Regions from separate parts of the Mus musculus genome. Here all the other regions are linked to region 1. A link is a contact called in public Hi-C, HiChIP or PLAC-seq and promoter capture Hi-C data. All regions are on one chromosome and are shown on one strand. Each heading gives the region's core, a stretch centred on a gene start, on an enhancer-like site or on the middle of the called end of the contact. The rest is flanking DNA. Distances are from core to core; before and after follow the strand shown. Region 1 holds the start of Mapk1 (mitogen-activated protein kinase 1). Region 2 holds the start of Spidr (scaffolding protein involved in DNA repair). Region 3 holds the start of Slc25a1 (solute carrier family 25 (mitochondrial carrier, citrate transporter), member 1). Region 4 holds the start of Dnm1l (dynamin 1-like). Region 5 holds the start of Thap7 (THAP domain containing 7). Region 6 holds the start of Scarf2 (scavenger receptor class F, member 2). Region 7 holds the start of Med15 (mediator complex subunit 15).

Region 1 (3,394 bases), core at 226-2,725:
AATATGCCGAAGTCCTGAGATTATTAAATCAAGGAGAGGCCTGTGCAATAGCTCAAGAGCTGAAGCATTTAAAACAGGATCTTTCTACAGCAAAGCTTGATTCTAGTTCTTCGCCCTGTAAAAGGACTTCCTTTCAATACCTTATCTGAAAAAGGCTGTCTTCTCTTTCCTCAAGATAGCTAAGTTAAATTAAACTATCTCAGAGACCTTCGATAAATGAACTTGTTTTAGTTAAAACAATACACTTCAACATTCCACATGCAGGAAATCCTGCAAGTGATCGTGCAAAAACTATTCTTGAACACTGAAACGTTATGGGGAAACGATCACAGTAATCGGGCTAAAACATATGGATACATTCACACTGTTAAGAGAGTACTCTTGAGGGTAACGACGGGATAATTTAAAGTCAAATTAGGACTAACTCCAAATACTTCTTAATAATTCTAGAGTGATGCTGGCTTATCCTTTCTGAAACACAATCGGTATATTTAAATCCATTTTGAAACTTCAAGATTTCAATATGTCCACAACCAACGCTGTGTCATTAACGGTTAAGCCCGAGGCAGAAAGCATCATTAGCGCTACTTAAGATATTTTGTGAATGCTGTTCACGTACACAGAAGAGAAGAAAAATATTTTGGTGCTCAGCACACAAGCCTATTATTCCGTCTTGCAAAACCATGGCCGCCGCCACCACGGACAAGCATCTAATACAATTCCTGGCTTTAATCTAATGTCAAGAGGCGGTGGCTATAATGCTATAAATTAGGAGACACAGTGTACTTCCGTTCCCGTCCCGAGGGAGAAGCCTCGAAAGTACGCGCTTTAAGACCAAGCCCCGGAGTCTTCGAGTCCTGGCCTCAATCGGGGTTGCCCCTCCAACCGCAAACGAGAAGCAGCAGAGGAAGACGAGGAGCAACACCTAAGCCTCGACCGGCTCCAGGACCCCGCCCCAGGGCTCCAGGAGTGAAGGCCAAGAAGCCAGGGGTCCGGGGCGCCGCAGAACGCGAGGCCAAGGCGCGGGAAGGGCCGTGGGTGCGTCCAGATCAGCCACAGGCAGGGGGCACAGGGTGACCGCGTGAGGCCGGGCCTGAAATCCAGCGCGGATACTCACCAAACCATGCCGTAGGCGCCTTCTCCGATGTACGAGAGGTTGGTGTAGCGCGGCCCTACGTCGAACACCTGCCCGCGGACCATCTCCGGGCCCGCCGCCGCCGCCGCCGCCATGTTGGCTGCACAGCCGCCGCCGCCGCCGCCGCCGCCGCGTTCGGTTCGACGCTTCGCGGCTGCCGCTCGACTTATGCTGCGCTTCCCGCAGGAACCGCGCTGCCGCCCGTGTAGCCGCCCCCGCCGGCGATCGGGAACGAGGAAGGAGGACAACACAGAGGAGAGAATTAACCGCCGGTAGAACCACTGCCAGCCTTCCTGCCTGACGGGCGGGCTACGAGTGGGAGGAGGGAAGGGTTCGCGTCGAAGGGCGCTAGGGCGGAGTCAAGGGCGTGCGTGTTGATTGGCTTCTCTTGGTAGAGAGGGCGGAGTCTCGCGGGTCGGCGGAAGCAGCGAGGTGAGGCAGGAGCACTGCGGCTGCGGGGGAGGGACGTCATGTGCGCTCGGAGACCCAAGCGCTGGGTAGCTCTAGAGAGCTAGGTTGGAATTTAGGCATAAGGACCCCACAGAGTCCCACCCACTGTCCTGGTGCTGTGCCTGGTCCAGAACGAACTCACACGGGACCAGGGACTTGGCTTGAGACCAGAGGACTCACTGCACACCAACCACGGGACCCCTGAGACAGACCTCTAAGAATACGTGGCCCACATTGTGCACTCTGATGAACTTAGACCATCAGAGTGGGACAGAAACCAAAAAGCATAACCCAGACCCAGAAAAAAACTTTCACCCTGTAATGAGCATAATTTTAAAAAATGCCTTTTAGACATATAAAACTAGATTAAGCAGGAATCCCACAGCATCCAAGGCTGCTCCTGATCCAGAGCTCAGTGACATCACTCACGCAAGATAACCAGATACAGTCCTAGAACCCCATGATGCCCACTGGACAGAATATAAGCAGAGACCAAAAGCAGTGATTTGCTCTACACATCTGGAGAGATACACCTTGATCTGCTCTGTGGCTAGAGAATCCACTCCCCCCCCCCCCCCCCCCCCCCCGCCAGGGTCCTGATCCTCAAATCAGAAACCTGATCTGAAGCTAAGATAGGTGACACAGGTGACCTTGGGGAGACAGGCTTAGGACTGTAAGAAATTTAGACTGTAAACCTTGCATGATGACCTTCAGCATAATAAAATATAACTTTTGTTATACTAACTACATATATCTACCTTCTTGCCCGTGACACACACCTAACAGTGTGAGACATAAGTAAGCAGAAACCAAAACACAAGACATTGAATCCCCTAATTAGAGGTTTGTTCAAGAAGATTTGCTGAATATCTACGGCACTGGAGCCAGCCATGCTTCCAGAGTGAAAAGACAGACAAAATACAATATTTGCACTTAAGTGTTGTGAAGAAATAAAAAGCCAAGGGAAAGTATAGAGAGCTGTGGGTAGGGACACTGGAAAAAGACATAGAAATTTGGGGACTCGGGTCCAGGTGTTGTGCAACAGTTTCCTGAAGGACTGAAACATTCTATGAACTTGAAACATTCTAACTTGAGGGGAAGCTTCTGAAATAGTAAACTAAAAACTAAAAGCAGCAAGGCGGCATGGTGCCTCACACCTTGATTCCCACCACTTGTGAGGCAGTGGCAGGCAGATCGCTTATGAATTGGAAGCCAGCCTGGTCTACAGAGTGAGTTCCAGGATAGCCAAGAATATGCAGAGAAACCCTGTCTCAAAAAAACAAAACCAATCAAAAAACTCAAAGGAGTTTCAGGAAGTCCTTAAAACTGACCAGATTCACTAGGCCCCTCCCACCAGAGTAAGCAATAAAAGCTGAGAGTCCCTCTGAGATGGAGCTCAGGTGAGCTGCAAAGACTCTTGAGACCAGCTACCTGGAAGAGGCAAAACCCTGCCTGCTGCCTGGTAATGGTTTAGACAAACTTATGCACTCGGAAGGACACTCTTCAACTTCAGCAGCATCCACACTTTGGTCTGTTGTGAGCTCCTGTTTGTAGTGAGGAAACCTGTGTTGTGTCTCCCCAGGAAAAGTTTTGTCACAGATGGGTATACTGAAACACAGCATAGTTAGAATGGCTAAAACATCTGAACAAGATTTAGAAAAAAAAAACCAACCAACCAAACAAAAAAACTTGATGTCATGGGTCCGAACCAGTCACAAACACCACTAAACTGAAGGATGAAATTGGAATCTTAAAGTTGGTGGATGCCCAGACAAAGCAGAGCTAATGAGATTATAAGTGACTACCACT
Region 2 (3,413 bases), core at 574-3,073, 840 kb after region 1:
TTCATTGCAGTAGGACACAAGAACCTATATACTTCAGCAGGCATTCCTGGAACACTCCAGTAGACCTCACATCTATATCTATAAAAGTTTGGATAGAAATATTCAGGGAAGGTGAGAGTTATAAGAGGAAGTGACAAGCTAGCATTGTATTAGTGCTGCAGAAGGACTACAAACCAATAGCAAAACCACATATTCTAGAAAGACTAAGAAAACTATTCCAAGAGAAAACTAAACTTGGTGTTTCCTTTCACGTAGCCTAAGACAGCCTTGAATTCACTACTTTTGGGAATTTGGGAAAATTGTAATTCTCTAAAATATCAGCCCATGGGAAAAGAAGGGCAGGATTTTTTTTTTTTTTTGCAACTCGGACTTTAAAAACAAACAAACAACAACAAAACAAATATTATTTTGCCATGTGCGGTAGTGCACAGCAGTAATCTCAGCACTCAGGAGGCAGAGACAGGAAAATCTCTGAGTTGAGGCTAGCCTGGTCTACACTGTAAGTTCTAGGATAGTCAGGGCTAAGTAGTGAGAGACCCTGTCTCAACAAACACAAACAAACAAGCTAACCAGTGGAAGAAACAAACAGAAACCCAAAGCAGACAGAAAACCCCACTGTCTTGTGTTACGTCAGTAAGCCAGTCATTTTGTCCTTTTTTCTCCTATGCTGTAGTCCCCCTTTGCAGAATGGCATATCAAAAACTGCTCCACTTGCAGTAGTATTTTTAATTCATTAAGGGCCTTGTTTCCCACTCTGCCTATCTTTCAGTTAGAGAATAAAGTCACCACCCAGGCTCTAAGCTCCTCTTCTGTACACATCTGTAAATACAACTTTCTGAGAATCCTTTCCATTGTCCACTCCAAGTTTTCAACAATATAGTTTATTTAATATTTTCTTCAATATATATCTTTATAGAATATGCCTCCGCTAATCTAGTTTCTACTTAAGTCCCATGCAAACACATTCTTGACAAGGACTTATTTAGTGTTTTTTTCGACACTAGAAACCCTGTTAATCCAGTTTCCACTCAAGTAGCAGCTCTCTGTCCTGCTGGTTTGAACATACATAGACAACTATGTCCTAGCGCTTTAAAACATCCAAGGAACGGCTTCATCTTCCACATTAAAATGTTCCCTGAACCAGCATCTAGAAATTTAAGAATGTAAGCTCTCTGGCTTTTCCCAGATCTATAGTATGTGAAACCTACTTTATAACAAATCCAACTAGTGTTCCTATAGTTTTTTTTTTTAAATAGGAAATCTTTGCTCTTGATATTTATGAATTTTATATTTAAGAATTCCTCATTAGTTAGAGAAGTACTATTCCTTTTCCTGGCTTACTTATGTTTTATTACTAATTAACAATAATTATTGAATTCTAGTTTACGGCTGCCAAGCCAACGACCACCATATCCCAGAACTCACTTGGCTCACCTCCCACCCTTACTTGTGTTACATCATTTTCCATATAAATAAGGAGAACACCCCCTCCTCGCTCTCTTCTCTTCTCTCTCTGCCACTCCCTTATCTCTCCCTCTCAATAAAACCTCTTCACGTTGAACTGCCTGGGCCTAGTGTGCTTCTTGGTGACCCGCTATTCTAACACATCACTGGTTACTGCTCTAAGGCTTTGCTTAGCTAGGAGAGAGGATGACCTGTAGATCAGCTCTCAGGCTCCCTAAAGAGCGAGAGGAAGAGCCTAGACAGCAGCTCCCTCAGTTTGAGCCCGTGGAACTTGAGACGACGGCTTTCGCAAGGGGCGGGGCGCGGGAAGGGGCGTCTCCGGAGGAAAGGGGGCGGGGCGCGGGAAGGGGCGTCGCCAGAGGGAAGGGGGCGGGGCGCGTGATGGGCGGCTTCCGGATGGGGCGGCGAGCAGGAAGACTGTGCACGTAGGAGATGTCTGGAGCCCGCCGCCCCGGCACGTCCAAGGTACGCTGTGCTGTTGCTATGAAAGCAGAGGGCGGGCGTGTAACCTCTGTGGGCTTCTCGTGCCTGTCCCTGGTCCGGTGAAGGGAGCTGGTGCGCCCAGTCTGACCGGCACGAGCCCGTTGGTGGCGGTCGGTCTAGGCAGGGTTCCCTCGCTCTGCCTCTGCCCAGGTCTGCTGAATGGTCCTGGGAACCAAGCGGGTGGGTGGCTGACAGGGAGGACGAATTGATTCGGAGTGAGTGTGAGCTGGCGTCTGGCAGTTCATTTGCCTCCGTTTTATTTTGTTGCTTAACACACCAAGACAGTAGTGGGTATTGGAGTATCTCTTCTGTCCCAGGCATCTTTTGCTACACTTTGCTTTCCCGCCTAAACTTTCTGAGAGGCGTGCTTCTCCCGTGTCTCCCGCAGTCCCTGTATACTGTAGGCACTGTTGTAGGAACTGTTACATGGATGAAATTTAAGCGATCCTCTACATTTCTCCGACATTGTGTTTCTCTTGGATCATATTTTGCCTTTTCAAAGTTCCTCACTTACAGATGATTATTTCATAATACTCAAAATTTAGAACAGCAAACGGTGCTTCATTCCCTCACCTGCTCTTCCTTTCACTAAATGCTAAACTCCCTTAACACTACCATTCGTACTTATTTCTCAGATAGCCTTGAAAGATGACACTGTGAACTTTGTAACTTATTTAGAGAGTAAAAGCACGTATAACTTATGATTTAAAAGACTAATTTAAATTTCAGGAAGACTAAAAGATGAAAAAATCAAGGAATTAAAACATTTCTACATCTAACATAAATTAGTTCTTGCAGCCCTCGATACCCTTGCTAACTGTATACATTTATTTAAGCGTCCCTAAAGTCCTGATTCACTCTTATAGCTGCTCATTCACTTCTCCTAACTGCCCAGCTCCAAATTTTGACTTTGTGCCTATTCTCAACAACTTTTTTTTTTTTTTTTTTTTCGAGACAAGGTTTCTCTGTGTAGACCAGGCTGGCCTTGAACTCAGAAATCCTCCTGCCTCTGCCTCCCGAGTTCTGGGATTAAAGGCGTGCGCCACCACGCCCGGCTTCTTTTCTTTTCTTTTCTTTTCTTTTCTTTTCTTTTCTTTTCTTTTCTTTTCTTTTCTTTTCTTTTCTTTTCTTTTCTTTCTTTCTTTCTTCTTCTTCTTCTTCTTCTTCTTCTTTTTTTTTTTTTTTTTTTTTTTGGTTTTTTGAGACAGGGTTTCTCTGTATAGCCCTGGCTGACCTGGAACTCACTTTGTAGACCAGGCTGGCCTAGAACTCAAAAATCCGCCTGCCTCTGCCTCCCAAGTGCTGGGATTAAAGGCATGCGCCACCATGCCCGGCGCCTTTTCACAACTTTAAGAGTTTGCCCTGGACTGCGATTTTTAGCTGTCACTACAGCATAAAGAAATTACAGTGTGTTATGAAACCATTTGTTTAGCTTATCAGGGCCCTAGCAATTTTTCCTAACTTAG
Region 3 (3,432 bases), core at 22-2,521, 940 kb before region 1:
TCCAGTTGTGTGTGTGTGTGGGGGGGGGGGTGTTCCAGCTGCACCTCTAGCCTGGCCAACCTCCCACTGGCCCCCAACTGCCATCCCCATACTCCTTGCCTCCAGACATCTGCTGGCCCAGTGCCTTAGGCTCTGATGAGTGGAATTGATCCTGTTCCTTCTGCCCCTCGACCACACAATGGCATTCAGTACAAGTACTACAACCCACAATCCCCCAACCCGACCCCCCCCCCAAAAAAAACCAGCAGAAGCCAGACTAGCTATAGGCTCTCCTCTGCTATCCTACAGGCTTACCCTATTAATACTCTACAGCGCCTGCCTACAAGGAGCCTCCTTTGAGTGCTTTTGTTTATACTGGGTAATGTGTCCACACCCAACCCTCAACCCATTTAACCTTTTCTGGGAAAGGAATCACAAAGGACTCCAACTGGGAGGTACAATATCTGGGCACTCTGTTTTAGCTAAAGCCCTGTGATAGCTTCTGAGCCAACCCAGAGCTGGGGGAGATCACTGACCACCCCCAGCGACTGCTTCCTTTCAGACAGCAGGGAGGTGGACCCTTAGGCCTCCAAAGGTCTGCAAAGACTCCTGGGAGCTTCACCCCAAGCCGGCTAGGGCTGCCCCCTCCAGGCGGCTTTGAGGATATGTGTGGCAACAAAGACTTCTCAAGACTTTGAGCCTCCTGCCGACCATAAATATTAAAACATGTTTATCAGAGCAAAGCAGCTCTGCCTGGTGATTGTGTGGGTAGGCGGGACAAAGGCCAACTTAATAGGCCCTTCAAAGATTCGCTAGAAACTGAAAGGAAGGGAAACCTGCATTTGTCGGGGGAACCTGCCTAGGAAAATTCTGTTTCCGGACGAATCCGGGAAGGGCAGAGTGATCATCGCACTGCCCGGGAGGGTGCACGAAGGCCAAGCTCTGTTATTACAATAATTCAGAAGACTGAATTCACGCACCGGGGTGGATGTGTCCCTACATCGCCCCCAGGATCTCGAGGCCCACCTTAACCCCAAGGCGCGCTCCAGACGCACGTGTCTCTAAACTGCACCTTGACCCACTGCTACCCGCCTTGGCTTAGCGTTGCTGTCCGGAGACCACGCCTCCGGCGGGGTTCTCCGTCTCCCCGGAATCCAGCACCGGCCATTGGCTGCTCTCAGCTCTCCGCCCCGACGCGTGCCCCAGTGCATCCCGCCCAAGCCTCAGTTTCCCGGCTGGCACGGGGCGTGGCGTGGGCGGGGCTCAGCTCAGGCCACGCGGGGCGGAGCCCGGGAGCTGACGTGACCACCCCGCCTCCCGGACCAGAATTGGTCGTGGTCTCAGTAGCCTCCGGCTCCGCTGCTTCCCGAGAACCCCGCGCCGGAGGCTCGGACCCGAGGTCGACGCCGGGCGCCTCTCCTCCTGCCCGCTATGGCTGCGCCTCGCGGGCCCCGCGCTCTGTCGGCCGCCGCGCCGGGGTCCGGGAAGCCCAAACTGACGCACCCCGGGAAGGCAATCCTAGCAGGTGGGTCACTCGGAACCCCAACTCAGAGCCTGTCCGACAGCGCTTCCGGGTGGGCCGGGGACGCCCAGGCCCCGCCCAACTTCCGGAGGGGCGGAGGTGTCGGGGTTGCGACCCGGGACCCCTAAGTCCACTCGTCTGCTGTCGCTCAGAGTCTCTTGGGCACTCCAGGCGGAGACCACCGGGTGGGGGCGTGGGCATCGTCGGGACGCTGGCAGCGACGCGGGCAAAGTCCGGGCGGGGGAGGGGCCGCGCGGCGGCGGCAGCGGTGGCAGCGGTAGCGGCTGGGTCCACCGGGCAAGGGTGTCCCTAGCCCCAGGCATTTGGTCCCCACAGGCGGCCTGGCTGGAGGCATCGAAATCTGCATCACCTTCCCGACCGAATACGTGAAGACGCAGCTGCAGCTAGATGAACGAGCGAACCCACCGCGGTACCGGGGCATCGGTAAGGAGGGACTCCCGGGGGTGGCTAGGGGGACACTGCGGAGCAGAGGAGCTAGGGTCTTGACCGCGCCTCCCGTAGGAGACTGCGTGCGGCAAACTGTCCGCAGCCATGGCGTCCTGGGCCTGTACCGCGGCCTCAGCTCCTTGCTCTACGGCTCCATCCCCAAGGCGGCTGTCAGGTGAGACTCTGCTCTGTTGAAACGACCCGGAGGGAGTGGCCGCAGCGGGCCCCCTCACATGTCTTCTTCATTAGGTTTGGGATGTTCGAGTTCCTCAGCAACCACATGCGGGATGCCCAAGGTAGGCTCGACAGCAGGAGAGGACTATTGTGCGGTCTGGGTGCCGGCGTGGCAGAAGCAGTGGTAGTCGTGTGCCCTATGGAGACCATCAAGGTGAGGGATTGAGCCTTTCAGGGGTAGCCAGGGTATCTTCGGGCTCCCAGGTTTTAATGGCATGTGCCCCCATGGAGGCTGTCAAGGTGGGAAGGGTCCCCACACATATGCACCAGGTTCGTGGTAAATGGTGGCAGAAAGGGTCTCCTGTGGCGGCTCATGCGTAATAAAAGCATGAGCGAAGTCTTCAAAGCATAACTCACTATTCAAAGTCTAGGAAATAGCAAATGTAACGCTGGGGAAACCCTCTGAGGTCTTGGGGCCTATGTGTAATGGAACTCAAGAACAGCCTAGGGATTTCCTGCAGAAGAGCTGGGAGTCCCCAGCTTTGGCCTAACGTTGGTAAGGTCTGGGTCTGCCAGATAAAGTGCAGATGTGGCCAGGAACCAGGGCCATTGCTTCCTTCCTTTTAGGTGAAGTTCATCCATGACCAGACTTCCTCCAACCCCAAGTACCGAGGATTTTTCCACGGGGTTAGAGAGATTATTCGGGAACAAGGTAAGCCTGGAGAATGGAGACCTGCTAAGTGGGACAGCATCTACTTGAGTGGCTCCCCCTTGACTGCAGGCAGGGCCTGGAAGGCTCCAGCTTGACTCCTGTCTGCCTGTCCCAAGGGCTAAAGGGAACATACCAAGGCCTTACTGCGACTGTACTGAAGCAGGGCTCAAACCAAGCCATCCGATTCTTTGTCATGACCTCCCTACGCAACTGGTACCAAGGTACACCAAACCCTGAGGGCAGCTTATTCCTGGAAGGGCAGGCACACCCTACCCCAGGTTTTTCCTAGCCTCCAAAGCTCCCCTCTGACTTAATCTTCCCAGTATTCTGACTGCAACTTACTCCATCCAGGAGACAACCACAACAAACCTATGAACCCACTGATCACGGGGGTCTTTGGAGCTACTGCGGGTGCAGCCAGTGTCTTTGGAAACACACCTTTGGATGTGATCAAGACCAGGATGCAGGTATGGATGGGAGGCTGAGAGAGTAGGGATATGAGCACTAGCCAGAGGCTAGTGTCTAAGGACTCTGCCCTGCGGTGTCCTGCAGGGCCTGGAGGCACACAAATACCGGAACACCCTGGACTGCGGCTTGA
Region 4 (3,523 bases), core at 366-2,865, 620 kb after region 1:
AACATATACCATACCAATCTATGACATGTTGGCTTTGGTAATATGTATGTATATCAATTTTACCAAACTAGCTCTTAGCACACAGTAAAAGACAAAGGAAAATCAAGTATAAATGCATCATTTTTCCTAGGGTACTTTATTTATCTCTGGCTAGGCTGGAGCTCACTATGGAGACAATAGAGCTGACTCTTGCCTCTGCCTTCTCAGTCTGAGGTTACATATATGCTGCTGCACTTGGTTTTGGATTCTGAAATCTTTGTTTTTAAAAGACAAAAGGGAAGGTCACAACATTTGCCAAGATGTCCAAAAATCACTTCTGGATCTTCAGAGTCTTTCATTTATGTGTTTTTCAAAACTTATTAACCAGCCACCATCTGTGTTCTGAACAGTAAAGCCTGTCTCCTATGGCATATGTTGCAGGTGAATGGTAAGTAACCCCTCCAGTTATACAATCCACAACTTTGTGACTATGAGTGCTCATGGCTATCATGAATAGATAGCAACAAGTTTTGCTTGGCTTTTCACTCCTCTCAGGCTGGGGAGTTTGTGGCTCTGAGTTACTGTTTTATTTATGTTTAACAGTCTTAAAATCCAGTATATTGTGATTATTTTGGTACCCTCATTACCCTCTGATATTCCCCCTTCCTTTCTAGGACTCCTTCTTCCCACCTATTAGTCCTAGTGGGTATACTAATAGAAAAAGCTAATCCCCAACTCCAGCAAACATTCACAGTTACTGCTCCTTTAGAAAGAATGGAGCTTCATGGGCACCTCCTGTTTCTATGATAGATAGCTGGAGGGCCCAATCTTGTGCAGGTATATAGTGCTATGTATTCAGGCTACAACTACAGCTTTGTAAGTAGATGACAGCTGCTCAATCCTTGGTTTCTTATATTCTTTCTGCCTTCATTTCTGCATTGTACCTTAAGTCGTAGTTGGTGTGTGTGATACGAATGTCTAGTTCTAAGGGCTTATCATTCACTCTCAGAACTTTGACCAGATAAACTCTCTTGGTGGGTAGGCTGGAGCGGTAGAAATGTCTGGAGACATTCTTTTAAGTTTTCCTATAGTTTCCTTGATTGCTCTTCATAAAGTAGTACTTCTCATAAGGAAATGACATTGGTTAATTAATAGACTCTATCCCTATTTTGGAAGGGGGGGGGGGTTCGAGACAGGGTTTCTCTGTGTAGCCCTGGCTGTCCTGGAACTCATTCTGTAGACCAGGCTAGCCTCGAACTCAGAAATTCGCCTGCCTCTGCCTCCCAAGTGCTGGGATAAAGGCATGCGCCATCACTGCCCGGCGACTCTATCCCTTCTTATAAACACAGGATTTCACTATGTAGTACAGACCTTGTTAACCTTTTGTCTAAGTCTTCCATGGTTGTCCATAAAATTGGTGTGTCCCAACTCCTGGAGGCATACTCATACATAACACTCTAACAATCATTATTCATCTAGCTGTTAGCTAGCATTTTGACTATAGTAGACTCAGATTCACGGTCTCAGCTTCCTTACCCGCCCAGTTCAGGTCGATACCTGAAACCTTCTAGAATAGGCCTTCGCGTTCCACTCAGCCTGAACTACATCTCCCGGCAGCCTTTGCGCGCCCACCTCTGTCGTGGCGCGTGGCCTGCCGGGAGCGGGCTGGGTGCTGGCCCGGCCCAATGGGTGCGGGCTCCCGAGGAAAGGGCGGAGGAGAAGAGGAAGCAAGCGGGCTGTGGGTCGAGTCCCCATTCATTGCAGTGGCCTGCTGGGTTGGGGGTCCAGTGTTTCGGGGGTCATGGAGGCGCTGATCCCGGTCATCAATAAGCTGCAGGACGTCTTCAACACAGTGGGTGCGGACATCATCCAGCTGCCTCAGATCGTCGTAGTGGGAACGCAGGTAAGATGAGGCCGCGATTGCGAGGCCTGGCTCGGCCGCAGGCCTGCAGGTGTCGCCAGGAGGAGGCCGGCAGCTCGGCGCTCCGCTCTGCTCCCGGGCGCTCAGCGGGACTGAGTGGCCCTGCAGCCTACAGCCCGGCGCGGCTTGGCCCAAGGGCACTCGGGGGACGCGCGGGCGGGCGTGTGGGCGGCTGTCGCTTCCTTCCGGCCGCTGAGGACGCGACGGACTCAGGAGTTGCTGTGAGCAGACAGGCAGCAAGCTAGTGGTGAGTCGGTGGCCCACGGAGCTATTACAAAGTAAAAATAAGATTAAAAGAAAATCCCGGGTGTAGTTGGAGGCCTAAAGTTAGGAAGGAGCACCATGACTTTGGTGTTTGTAATTTTGTTACTGTGACCCAAATTTGGTATAAGGTTCTCAGGCCTTATGTGGGGTATTGGCGATAAGTCCAAATTTTGTATGAAAGAATGTTGAATAGATATCTAGAATAGCAGAGATATGTGAGTTTCATTTTTTAAAAAAATGCCTGCTTTGAACTGAAGAGGAGCAACAGAACTTTAGGGGAGGAGGGCGTTTTTTGTTGGTTTTGTTTGTTTTAATGTTTGTGAGTACGCCGTCGCTGTCTTCAGACACACCAAAAGAGGGCATCAGATCCCATTATGGATGGTTGTGAGCCACCATGCCACCATGTGGTTGCTGGGAATTGACTTCTGGAAGACCATTCAGTGCCTCTATCCTCCTGGGGAGAATTGTTTTGTTTTGTTTTTGTTTTTGTTTTTTTTTGGGGGGGGGGCGTCGAGACAGGGTTTCTCTGTATAGCCCTGGCTGTCCTGGAACTCACTTTGGCCAGGCTGGCCTCGAACTCAGAAATCCGCCTGCCTCAACCTCCCGAGTGCAGGGATTAAAGGCGTGTGCCACTACACCTGGCGAGAATTGTTTTTGAGATGAGCCCTACTCTGTACTTCAAGCTGGCTAAGAATTTACCTTGTTACCTGAATTGGCTGAAACTCATAGCACTCCCCCTGCTTCAGCTCCCTTGACTGAAAAACTACCATGCCCAGAATTTTTTTTTTTTTTAATTTTTATGATGTGAGTGTTTTCCCTGGTGCTGGTTAGAAGAAAGTATATGATCCCCGAAACTGGAGTTACAAATGATTGTGAGATGCCATGTGGGTGCTGGAAACCAGGTCCTCTAAAAGAGCAGCCTTTGCTCTTAACCTCCAAGCCATCTCCCCAGCCCCTTTATAAACATACTTTTAGGTGCTCCCATTTGTTAATATTCTTTTCTTCTGAGGTGATGGGTGATTTCTCTGTTTTCCATGGGTTGTATGGCTACATCTTAACTACAGAAAGTGTATAAATATTATAAGAAGAAATAAATTAGAGGATATCCATATACTTCAAACCATCCTGTAGTTTATTATTATTATTGGCCTTTAAATATTTAAAGCAGTAGGAATTATTTTGGGGCCATTTGCTGGGTTGGCATAGATAGTTTTCGGACAGTCATGTCTGCATAATCCAGCATTAACACTTGATGTTGGCTGTGCCCGAAGACCAAATTATCAAGTGTACTATTTGGTTTTTTGTTTGTTTTGGTATTTTGTTCCTGCGATCTTATAGAAGATTTTCAGTGATGCATAT
Region 5 (3,311 bases), core at 31-2,530, 550 kb before region 1:
CTCATAGAACTCTTGAAGGCTCTTTGTCTTCTACCTCCCACACCCACCAACTATGTGAAATTAGAGATTCGTCCAAACTTCAGCACAAATAAAGTAACACCTGGGTTTTCCATGTTTTCAACTCACTTACTCTCTGCCCCTACACTGGTATCCCTACTGGGCCAATGAATTAAAAGAGGTTAGACAATCAAAAGGAGGATGGTACTCATGCACCCTGGGCCAAATCCATTCTTCTGAGTCTTGTGCAGCTCTAAGTACACTACTGAGCCAGCACATCGGTTGGTCCTTCTTGCCCCCTATTCCTTCAATGGGAGGCTTTATATAGGGATGAATGCCTCCAACAGATCAGGAAAAATCAAAACCAACTAAATAGGGGCTTCGATGACCTTTTCAGCCAAGACAACTCCTCTACAGGAGCATAACAGGCTACCCAACCTCGCCGGTACTTAGATCAAGTATGCCTTTGTGCCCTTCAGGCCTGGAGTCCCATAACCTCCCCTTCTGCATCCCAAGATTGTAATTGTTCACCTCTCTTCCCCCAGCAGAAACCCAAGGAACCCATTTCTGACTTTGTTCCTGCTACAAAAGTGAGCCTAGAATGTAAAACGCCTGATCCTGTGGTCAGAGAAATCCCCCTTCAAAGCATCACTGGGGAAACCGTGCTCTCGGAACACACCGGCTAGCGTCTCAGGGTTTGAAAAATGAACATTCCGATAACTGGACAGTTGCTACTTAGTATATTGGGACGGCCTCCCATAAGGTCACTATCTTCACCCAGGCCTTTACAAGGCCATTAAAAGAAAATGTTCTAAATGTGTCGTTAACATTTTATTTTGTGCATGTATATGGGGATCAAAGGACAATTACTGGACGTTGGTTCTCTCCTTCCAGCAGGTTGCGTCCTGGGGATCAAATTCAATCTTCAGGGTTGGTAGCAAGTGCTGAGCCACCAGTCCGTGGCCGAGTTCTTTCAGTAAAGAGCCCAGGTTTTTCTTGGTGGTGGATCTTTTTCAACCAGAGTGTGCGCGTACGTTGTTCAGGGAGCAGTACAGACCACACCCAGCTGCTTCGTCCAAACGACAGACGCTCAAACAAAACAGGGACCCGAAACTACAGATGCAGAAACCTCAACTCGGGAGCGACGATCGCCATCCCTCACTCCCAACATCCGGTGGCCCGCCCCGCCAGGATCTCTTCCGGTCCCGCCCCTTGGGGGCCCGCGCCACGGGCGACGGAGTATCTCTGCTCCCAACTTCCGCGTCGATCCACCCATCGCGAGATTTTGGCGGCGCAGCAATGGCAAGACCGTGAGTACCGCTGACGGGAGTCTATAGAACGAGCTAGGACAAGACTGGTACGGGGTCGGGCCTCGGGGAGCCGACCGGCTCGGGCCCTCTGGAGGGAGTGACAGTTGGGCGTGAAGACAGTCCTCCCCCGACTGCCGCCCACCACCCAGATCCCGCCCCTTCCCCAGATGCCGCGACACTGCTCCGCCGCCGGCTGCTGCACACGGGATACGCGCGAGACTCGCAACCGCGGCATCTCCTTCCACAGGTCAGCGCGCGTGCGTAGTGGCACGCGAGGGCTCATAGCGCAGGCGCCGGTGTTGCCGCACCTTAGGCCTCGCAGGAGACGGCGCTTTCCCGAGGTCGATGTGAGGCTTGAACTTGTGAGCGGGAGGGTGACAGGGAAGGGCGCATAGTCTCGAGTCCAGCCGGAAAAAGGACTGGACGCTTACCTGGCTTGGATTTACAGCTCCGACTCATTCCTGCTAGATGATGCTGAGCCGGCCCCTTTCTTTCTCTCGTTCTCAGTTTCTCCTTTCCCCCAGCGGGTGGTAATCTGAAAGGGTCGCGGGGAGGTCTGCCATTCTTGCTTGGGGAGCTTGGGCATCCTGAACGCAGGACTGTAGACAGTCTGGTGCTCACGGTTTTGTGGCTCTGCAGACTTCCCAAGAAAGACAACCCCAGGCGCGGCTTGTGGCTGGCCAACTGTCAGCGGCTGGACCCCAGCGGCCAGGGCCTGTGGGATCCGACCTCTGAGTACATCTACTTCTGCTCCAAACACTTCGAGGAAAACTGCTTTGAGCTGGTGGGAATCAGGTGGGTCTTTCTGCCAGCTAACACCAGGACAGGTTGTGAGGCATCAGAGCAGTGGGTCAAACGAGGCAGCTCTTTGCCCTGGTGGAGTCCATGCACATCCGCTGGCATGCTCAGAGACAAGCAGACCAGTTGTCAAGCGTGCCAAGCCTCTTTCCAGTTTTGTACAGTTAAAGCATGATCCCAGGATCACTGTGCCAGTGACATTAGAGAAAATCAGGCTTTCCAGGCTGGGGAAATAGCCCCCTTTGCTAAAGACGTGGTATGCAAGCATTAGGACCTGATTTCAGATTCAAGGACCCAAATAAAAAGCCACATGTGATTGCTTGTTCCTTTAATCCCAGTCCTGGAGAAGACAAAACAAAAAGGGGATCCCAAGGACTTATGGAAAAGCTAGTCTAGATGAGTTGTTGAGCCCTGTGTTGAGTTGAGAAACTTGTCTTTAAAAAAATAAGGTGGAAGGGCTGGAGAGATGGCTTAACCATTTTAGAGCATTACAGAGGACTGGGGTTCAATCTACCTCTGAGGGCACGGGTACACATATGTACATGCAGGCAAAATATTCATACACATCAGTAGAGCTGGCTCAGAGGTTACGAGCACTCACTGGCTGTTCTTCCAGAAGACCTGTGTTCATTTCCCACCACCCACATAATGGCTTATAGCAGTCTGGAACTGGAACTGGCTCACTCCAGTTCCAAGTGATCCTTTATCCTTTTCTAACCTCTGTAGGTACTAGGCACGCATTCGGTGAACAGTCATAGGCAAACACTTATACACATAAAAATAAAAAAGGTTTTTAAGGAAAAAAATCTTTAAAAACAAAGGTAGAGAATGATTAAGGAAGTCACCTGAGGTTAGCCGCTCCATGCAAAAGAAAAACAGCTTTTTCATAGGATGGTTAGCACCTAGTTCTTCCAGCCGTCCACCTATCCCTGCTGGTGGGTTCTCCATTCACCTTAACCCGGGAAGCTCATTCACAGGGAAGATGAGTTTGATTTTACCACACGTGGCATTCTTGAGATTGCTACTGGCAGTGTGCCTTGGGGCCTTTCTCATCCCTAGAGGTCCTACGCCTCTGCAGGGCCTTATGTGGGGAATCAGGGGACGTGGCAGCGTTCTTTTCTCCAGCTCATCTGGGCTGCTTTTCCCCACAGTGGGTATCACAGGCTGAAGGAGGGGGCAGTCCCCACCATATTTGAGTCTTTCTCC
Region 6 (3,694 bases), core at 410-2,909, 810 kb before region 1:
GCTGAGGCCTATTGCAACCCTATTTTACAGAGATAGAGACAGACCCCGAAAATCTAAGTATTTGCTCAGATCCAGACAGCTGGGGCAGTCTGCCGCCAGAGTATAATGGCAAAGCAGCTGTAGGTTACAGAGGCAGACATCCTCCTGAGAGGTCGGCCAGCGGAAATATTGGAGACCAAGGGTTCCCCAACTCCAGCTCGGAACAGCTTGACCCACCACTGGAGTCCCGTCCCCCAGCCAGCCGGTCGGAGGAGGAGAAGGCCTGGTGCGGGCTGACCGCCCTCCCTAGGCACCGCCCCGCCTGCCTCAGCCGCTGCATTCCTGGGGCCGGGGAGGCCCGGGACGAGGCGGCGGCGGCGATGCGAAGCAGATGGCTAGTCAGGCGCCCCCCCCCCCCCCCGCCTCCGAGGCGGGGCTCGCGGCCGGGAGTGGTCTGTGTCCTCTCGACCCGATTTCGGAAACCGCGCGGTCAGCTAGCAGCCCTCGTCTACTTTGACCCTCCAAAACCCTAGCTGACGTTTCGCACCCCGGGGAGCCGTTTGACCCAGGGTGCCCCCCGGGACCCTAGCCTGGAGTCCCAAAACAGCCTCCCCAGCACTGGCAGAGGCGCCCCACCGTGGGTTCCTCGCCTCTGCAGAGATGCCTTGACTGCGTCGTGGCTCCGACGAGCAGACAGGTCCCTCGGCTTCTGCGCCTACTCAGCCGTCGTCGCTCTTCACCCTCCGCGCAAGCTCCGGGCTCCACTGCTTTCTGGCTGGGCCTGTCCCACACCGGCTTTCCTAGCAAGATCCTCTCAGAGACCCACCTCCGTACACCCAGTGGCCGCCCACAAGGAGCCAACAGGGGTTCCCACGTCCTCCCCATCGCGCGTCCATCATTGTCCTCAAGCACTCCGGTTTCTGGTCCACCGTGAGTGTAGCCTTGTCCGTGCTCACTTTCACCACCATCTTCCTCCCACCCCGCGCCCGCTCTACCAAGACAAATCTGTCCTTCCAAGTCTCGACTGTCCCAGTGCCCAGCTCGCCCAAGGTTGCTCCTTCGCCCTTCTAAACCCCTACTCCAGGCTCAAGCCACTGGCTCCTAAAGCCTATGCACATGCTGTCCCCTCCGAGTGTCCTTGCTTGGCTTAGGGAGTAGCTCCTTTCTCTTCTCCCCTGACATTTTGGACACCACATAGTACCCCTGGGGGCTCCCCACAGTACTCCATTACCCCTCAGGTGATTTCTGGTCCAGCCGGCCCTCGGATGCAGCCTAAGGGCCCAGGCTTGGCCTGGAACCGAGCCCAAGACGCGAGGCAGGCCCGAGGGGCTCGCGTGACCAGTTTAGGGAGGTCCTAGATGGCCCGGACTGAAATGGGGCGCCGCTACCCCCAGCCCGCTTCGCGCCCACGCCTCGGACAGGCCCAGTTCCTACCCGGGCGTGCGGCACACGTTGCGGCCTCGCGGGTTCAAGTCCTGGGGCGCCGCGAGACCGGGCAGCAGCCAGAGCAGCAGCAGCAGTCCCAGCCCTCGGGCTCCCTGGCGCCGCGCCGGCCCGGCCCCCCGGGACCCTGCGCCCTCCATGAGGCGCGGGGCAGGCGCGGGTGGGCGCGGGTGCGGCCGCGGCAAGGGCGGCCGGAAGCGGAGTGCGAGGCCGGGCGGGGGGCGGCAGGAGGGGCGCCGGGCCGGGCAGGAAATTCCACATCGGCTCCCTGATCCTGGGCCAGCGCGGCCGGCCAGGCGGCAGCGCCCGCCCCGCGCGCCAGACCCCACCCTCCGGTCGCGCCTCCGCCCCTTCTTTGCTCGGCCCCCGCCCCCACCTGGCCATGCACGAACTCGGGGGTGAACTTGGTGGAAGCCGGCGAAGCACTGCGGGAAGAAGGAGCTGCGGGATCCTGTGAAGGAGTCCTGGTCCGCGCCTTTTCTCCCCCTTGTCAGAAGCCCTGGAGCCGCCAGGCCCGGGAGCAAAGGGGTCCTGGAGAAGGCCCCGGTTCACACACTGGCCTTCGGCTGGAGCTAAGAACCCCTAGTTGTTCTATGGTGTGCCATTAGCATCTCTTGATCTCCTGCAGCATGCAAGATGTAGACAAAGACCTGTGGGAATGAACTGGAGACCTAGGGAAAGGAGCTCTCTGAGGAAAAAGCCTGGAACAGAAGGAAGCAGTGATGGTCTTTGATATAATGAGGAGGTAAAGACAGGGAAGGGGACACTGGAGATGAAAACTGAAACTCAGAAGTCCTCTCAAGGGGTAGGAAGGAACTGGGTGCCCAGGGCATGTATTCAGCTTGAGAAGGCTATTGGCTCCTAAGAAGGAGAAGTTCAGAGAGTGAAATCAAGGCTTAGAATGGAGACCCCCCTACTACATAAGGACAACCAGGGCCACTAAGTAGATTGCTCTGTCTCTACCATACCCACTTTTGTCTCCTGATCTCCTGAGCACCTCATTCCCTAAACAGCTGTCAAAGTGAGCCTTGTCATGTAAGCAGAACCAGAAGTCTTCGGAGTCAGAAAGCTTCCTTTACCAGGAACCTCTAGCCTGACCTTAGTATGACATCAGCAAGCCTGTCAAAGGAGCTGCAGAATCAGTGTCCATCCTAGGGACGACTTGGACTTGGCTAAAGATATCCTTCCTCCAAGTCTCTACACAAGCTTAAGGATAAGACCCCTGGGCCAGGAGGCAGCTTGGGCAGGGGCCCTCTGTTAACCCTTTACTGTTCTCACCAGTAAAGCTCTTCTCTCATCCCTGCCTTGAATCACTGGCTTCACCCAGGCAGAGCAGAACACAGTACTTATGGTTACCACAGCCTAGGTCAGACAGGAGATGGTTGGAGCTGCATGGGTCCAGAAAAGACAAAGCAGGAGAGACCCTGAGGCAGACTGCTCCAGACTGCAGGAGTTCACACACCTTTGTTGGCAGCCTGGTCCCACCAAGGTGTGTGTGCTTCTGACTTGAGGGAAAGGTTAGACAATATCTTCCTGGGCAGCCGGCAGAGGGCACCTTGCGTATGAGGGACAGGTGGTGTAGACAGGGAGCCTGAAGGACTGAGCCGGAACCAGAGCAGTGGACAGGCCCAAGGCCATAGATGTTAGCAGGCTGGCGGGGAGGGGAGGACCTCAGGCCTCTCCTCAGCCCTCTCAGCCTGGCTAGGCTGGTGGCGCAGGGGAGAGGTGGAGTGGGTAAAAGGAACAGTCTTCCCATGTGGTCACAAATGCAAATACTTCTCAGCAACAAGTAAATAAGCCAACCACTTCTGGGAAGCTGAGGGTGAGTACAACCCTGCCCTCAGCAGTGGCCTCCCCAAGGAGGCTCCCCAGGCTGTTAGAAGCAGAGGTTCCTGTAGTTGCGTGGTTCAGCTGGGGCTTTCTAAGTACTGACCTGAGGAGAAGCCTCAGCTGGGCCACGTCCCAATGGCATCAGCCTATCCTCTTCCCATAGACCAATTCCCATGCTTGATGGCTATGAAGGGCACAACCTAATAGCAACCTGACTTCATGTTCATTACATGAGTTCCCCAGTGTCACCCACACACCCCATTTACCCTCTCCCTAAGCTAGGGTAAACTCCTGCCTGGGACCTGAACATACAAGCTGAACTTTCCAGGTTCGACTCTTGAGAAAAGTGTGGGTGGCCACTTTGAATGCTGTCCACTTTTCCTGTTGCTGTGGCAGTTGCTGACAAGAGCAACATAAGGAAACAAGAGTGCAGCTGGCAAAG
Region 7 (3,532 bases), core at 144-2,643, 740 kb before region 1:
TAAAGACTTACTTATTTTATGTATATGAGTATATTGTAACTGTCTTCAGACACACCAGAAGAGAGCAATAGATCAATGCTCTTAATGGCTGAGCCATCTCTCCAGCCCCCACACTCAGGGGTTTTTTTTTTTTTTTAGATTTATTTATTTATTTATTTCATGTATATACTGTAGCTGTCTTCAGATATTCTGGCACACCAAAACAGTACATTGGATGTGAGCCACCATGTGGTTGCTGGGAATTGAACACAGGACCTCTGGAAGAACAGTCAGTGCTCTTAACCTCTGAGCCATCTCTCCAGCCCTGACACTCAGTTTTTAATTCATTTGTGTTTAAGACTTTTCCAAAGGCCAAAAGTTTTTTTTTTTAAAGGGTGCTTTCTTCTATAATAATAAACACATGTATTTTATTTATTTCTTTATTTGTCTATTTATTTATTTATTTTGGGGTTCATTTTGGGTGTTGTTTGTTTTTGTTTGTTTGAGACAATGTGTCTCTACATAGGCCCTGGTTGTCCTGGAACTCAGTATGTAAACCAGGCTGCCTTGAATTCAACAGAGATCTGCCTGCCTCTGCCTCCCAAGTGCTGGGACAAACAAAGTTCTAAAATGAGGCCTTACATATTGTTGGAAAAAATGAAGACTTACAAAATTGGTTAGTTACCTTGTAATCTCTACTCTAAACTTAAATCATATAAACATTGAAAGGTGAACTCGAGACACATAAGCCCAGCAACAATTATCCACTTAGACCAAAATGTCCTGTATTAAGGGATGCACCACTAAGAAGCAAGGAATATGAACCACAGAGAAAACATTAACAGAAATAATGCTTTTGCTTTCCTTTTAAATATGGAGCTTAATGATTCAATGAGCAGAGATCCTAAACCTAACATTGCTTGTTGGTGAAATACTAGCTTTATTTTGATGACTGTAGAATGTACATATACTTATGTACACTTAACATATGTTAGAAATTAAAATCTCAATATTTAAATACCAAATTTATTTAAAATACCAAAAATATGTTATACATTAGCAATTATCCCAACACTGGCAACAAAATATACATAGACTCTGTATGTGTGTCTGTGTGTGGTGTGTGTGTGTCTATGTGTCCGCATGTGTGTCTCTCTCTGTCTCTGTATCTGTCTCTGTGTCTGTCTTTCTGTCTCTTTTTTCTGTCTTTCTCTCTGTTTCTGCCTCTGTCTGTGTTTCCGCCTCTGTATCTCTGTCTCTCCCTCTGTGTCTCCCTCTCCCCCTCTCCCCCTCTCCCCCTCTCCCCTTCTCCCTCTTCCCCTCTCCCCCTCTCCCCTTCCTCTCTTCCTCTCTCTTTCTGTGGCGCGCATGCGTATACAAAAGCAAGACTTCATTTCCCACAATTCTTCCTGTACTTCCGGCGTGGCCCAGTAGCGGGATCGCTCGGCTTCCGGGTTCGGGCCTGTCGCTGTGGTAGAGGCGGCGGCGCCGGGGGTGGCCGGTAGGGACTCGGGCTACAAGAGTAGGGGCTCCGGGCATGGACGTTTCGGGGCAGGAGACCGACTGGCGTAGCGCCGCCTTTCGGCAGAAGCTGGTCAGCCAAATGTGAGTGTGGCCTGGGGCAAGGACCGGTGGTCGGACCTTCCGGGCGGGGAGGGTGAGGCCGGGCTAGACCCGCTCTTGACCCTGGTCAGAAGCTGCGGTGTCCGCTGGGTGCCGGGGACGTACAAGGGTCCTCCTGGAGTCTCTCTGGCCTTTCTCGGCAGACAGGGACTGCTGGCTAGTTTTTCTGGGGAGGAACTCTGCAAACCCAGCTAGTGCCCTGGCTAGTGAGTCATCGTCCTGAGCCGCCTCGTCATTTGTGTGCAGATTTTCCTTTGCTTCGATTCGCACCGAATATAGAAAGAGAATGAGGCAGCCAGAGATTTTACACGGGTGCCGCGTGGCTTCTTTTATAAAATAAATAAATAAAACGAAAACCACATCAATGAGTTGGAGGAGGCTGGAAGGAAGGTAAATTGGAAGATTGATGTGTTTGGGTTGTAGGCAGTGGAATAGAAGAGTGCTCCGGTTTCTTCCACAAGGTGTGTCAACTTGGCCAAAGGGTAGCAGGAAATAGCTGTGGGAACTTCGGGAGTGAAGGGCAGGGATGCCCTCTGCCCACGGAGCACTGCAGAGTGCTTGTTGCACTTAGCCATTTTACTGAGTTTCCTAAAGTGTTCAGAAAATTGCCTGTGGCACAGCTTTTCCCCTGAGGGTTGGTACTGTCTGTCTGTAAAGAAACAGTACAGTCGTGCCAATGCTCAGTCATTTTTGTGGGTGCTAAAGTGTCAGTTGAGTAGACTGGAGCAGCCTCGAGTAGGTGACAGATTGAGCTCTAGAGAGAAAAGTAGGAGGGTGACAGGCCACCATTCCCAGCAGATGATTGTGAAAGCATCAGGATGGACGGCTGTAGGTGGAGAGTTCTGGGTCTTTGAAGCAAAGTAGTCAAGGATACATCATGAGGATGAGCAGATGCTGGCATGGTTAGTGTTGGGTGTTTTGGGCAAACAACTTGTACCCGTGGTTTTTTGTTTGTTTGTTTGTTTGTTTTTTAGTTTTTCGAGACAGGGTTTCTCTGTGTAGTCCTGGCTGTCCTGGAACTCAGAAATCTGCCTACTTCTACCTCCCAAGCGCTGGGATCACTGCCCGGCCCTTCCTCCAGTGTTTTACACGTGGTCTGCCTTGAGGTGGTGCAGCATTAGTGTTGGGAAGGCCCCTGAGTCCCTGGAGATGAATTAGGGACCCAAGAGAGGCCAAATAGGCAATTTGGGGAGTTTTTTTCCTTTGGAAGGGTTGGTGGGGGTTCTGTCTTTTTTTCATTTAGATCATATGGTCTCATGAGTTGATTGTAGAAGACTTGGTTGGCAGAGATCATAAAGACCAGTATTAAGTGCTGAACTTGAAAGAGGAAGACAGATTCCAGAGAAAGAGGAATGAATATGTGGACAATTGGTGACTAACTGGATGGAGGGGGTGGGGTGGGGTGGGGTGGAGTGAAGCAATGGACTAAATCGGGGAAGCATCAGTACAGTGGAGGGAGTGGGTACTGTGTCAGTGGCTTGGTACCGCCGCACAATAACCCTTGCACGGTTTTGCAGACAGTTCAGCAAACAAGTGTTTTGTTTCTTAATTGTTTTAGATTTAATTTATTTATATGAGTGTTTTGCTTGCCTGTATATAAGTGAACCATGTATATCTGATGATGTCAGAGGTCAGAAGAGCGTATAAGATTCCCTGGGATTGGAGCTACAGGGGGTTATGAACTGCCCTGTGAATTCTGGGAATCGAACCTGCTTCTTCTGTAAGAGCTCAGTGTGAGTGCTTCTAACCTCTGAGCCAAGTCTCCAGCCCACAAGTGCAGTATTGATGTACTTGAGTTATCTCTAAGTGAAGTCTTGAGAAATGGTCTGAGCTCCAGGGCAAGGATTCTTTGGGAAAGCCCAGTACAGTGGATCTGGAAGAGCAAGTTGTTATCACAGACAGTAGGGGAGAGCTGCAGAAGTATCTGAGG

What was found. Promoter capture Hi-C pulls out the DNA fragments that hold promoters and counts their contacts. A called contact is a pair of places that touch in the nucleus more often than the background predicts. HiChIP or PLAC-seq counts read pairs in DNA pulled down with a chosen protein or histone mark. Capture Hi-C pulls out chosen DNA fragments and counts their contacts.
Region 2: a contact with region 1 is called in a promoter capture Hi-C map of liver, with 4 times the contacts expected there. The contact joins the promoter of Spidr here to the promoter of Mapk1 in region 1. A contact is called at or near these places in 3 of 39 promoter capture datasets (liver and pre-B cells) and 2 of 115 datasets of contacts at active chromatin or transcription factors (large pre-B cells and pancreatic cancer cells).
Region 3: a contact with region 1 is called in a FOXA1 HiChIP or PLAC-seq map of pancreatic cancer cells. The contact joins the promoter of Slc25a1 here to the promoter of Mapk1 in region 1. A contact is called at or near these places in 1 of 484 Hi-C or Micro-C datasets (CD4 T cells) and 2 of 115 datasets of contacts at active chromatin or transcription factors (bone marrow-derived macrophages and pancreatic cancer cells).
Region 4: a contact with region 1 is called in an H3K27ac HiChIP or PLAC-seq map of extraembryonic endoderm stem cells, with 8 times the contacts expected there. The contact joins the promoter of Dnm1l here to the promoter of Mapk1 in region 1. A contact is called at or near these places in 12 of 39 promoter capture datasets (the 3T3-L1 cell line, 3T3-L1-derived adipocytes, the C10 cell line and 6 more), 8 of 115 datasets of contacts at active chromatin or transcription factors (the 230-238 cell line, astrocytes, embryonic stem cells and 3 more) and 1 of 9 other capture datasets (embryonic stem cells).
Region 5: a promoter capture Hi-C map of adipose tissue shows a contact between it and region 1. The contact joins the promoter of Thap7 here to the promoter of Mapk1 in region 1. A contact is called at or near these places in 2 of 39 promoter capture datasets (cranial neural crest and pre-B cells), 2 of 115 datasets of contacts at active chromatin or transcription factors (the SCID.adh cell line and memory CD8 T cells) and 1 of 9 other capture datasets (adipose tissue).
Region 6: a contact with region 1 is called in a promoter capture Hi-C map of cranial neural crest. The contact joins the promoter of Scarf2 here to the promoter of Mapk1 in region 1. A contact is called at or near these places in 2 of 39 promoter capture datasets (cranial neural crest and pre-B cells) and 1 of 115 datasets of contacts at active chromatin or transcription factors (pancreatic cancer cells).
Region 7: a Hi-C map of CD4 T cells shows a contact between it and region 1, with 2.8 times the contacts expected there. The contact joins the promoter of Med15 here to the promoter of Mapk1 in region 1. A contact is called at or near these places in 1 of 484 Hi-C or Micro-C datasets (CD4 T cells) and 2 of 115 datasets of contacts at active chromatin or transcription factors (memory CD8 T cells and pancreatic cancer cells).

What each region holds. Positions count from the first base shown.
Region 1 is chr16:16,981,463-16,984,856 of GRCm38.p6, reverse strand. Mapk1 (mitogen-activated protein kinase 1) reads right to left here and starts at 1,475. Exons shown (of 9, transcript NM_011949.3): 1 at 1,118-1,475. The coding sequence starts at 1,230.
Region 2 is chr16:16,145,261-16,148,673 of GRCm38.p6, reverse strand. Spidr (scaffolding protein involved in DNA repair) reads left to right here and starts at 1,823. Exons shown (of 20, transcript NM_146068.4): 1 at 1,823-1,929. The coding sequence starts at 1,897.
Region 3 is chr16:17,926,058-17,929,489 of GRCm38.p6, reverse strand. Slc25a1 (solute carrier family 25 (mitochondrial carrier, citrate transporter), member 1) reads left to right here and starts at 1,271. Exons shown (of 9, transcript NM_153150.2): 1 at 1,271-1,504; 2 at 1,838-1,945; 3 at 2,024-2,123; 4 at 2,198-2,336; 5 at 2,750-2,834; 6 at 2,951-3,055; 7 at 3,186-3,301; 8 at 3,387-3,432. The coding sequence starts at 1,411.
Region 4 is chr16:16,357,123-16,360,645 of GRCm38.p6, reverse strand. It overlaps Dnm1l (dynamin 1-like), which reads left to right and starts at 1,615. Exons shown (of 21, transcript NM_001360008.1): 1 at 1,615-1,882. The coding sequence starts at 1,781.
Region 5 is chr16:17,529,021-17,532,331 of GRCm38.p6, reverse strand. It overlaps Thap7 (THAP domain containing 7), which reads left to right and starts at 1,280. Exons shown (of 5, transcript NM_026909.2): 1 at 1,280-1,307; 2 at 1,475-1,554; 3 at 1,947-2,102; 4 at 3,257-3,311. The coding sequence starts at 1,475.
Region 6 is chr16:17,795,247-17,798,940 of GRCm38.p6, reverse strand. Scarf2 (scavenger receptor class F, member 2) reads right to left here and starts at 1,659. Exons shown (of 11, transcript NM_153790.3): 1 at 1,414-1,659. The coding sequence starts at 1,562.
Region 7 is chr16:17,720,808-17,724,339 of GRCm38.p6, reverse strand. It overlaps Med15 (mediator complex subunit 15), which reads left to right and starts at 1,393. Exons shown (of 18, transcript NM_033609.3): 1 at 1,393-1,584. The coding sequence starts at 1,517.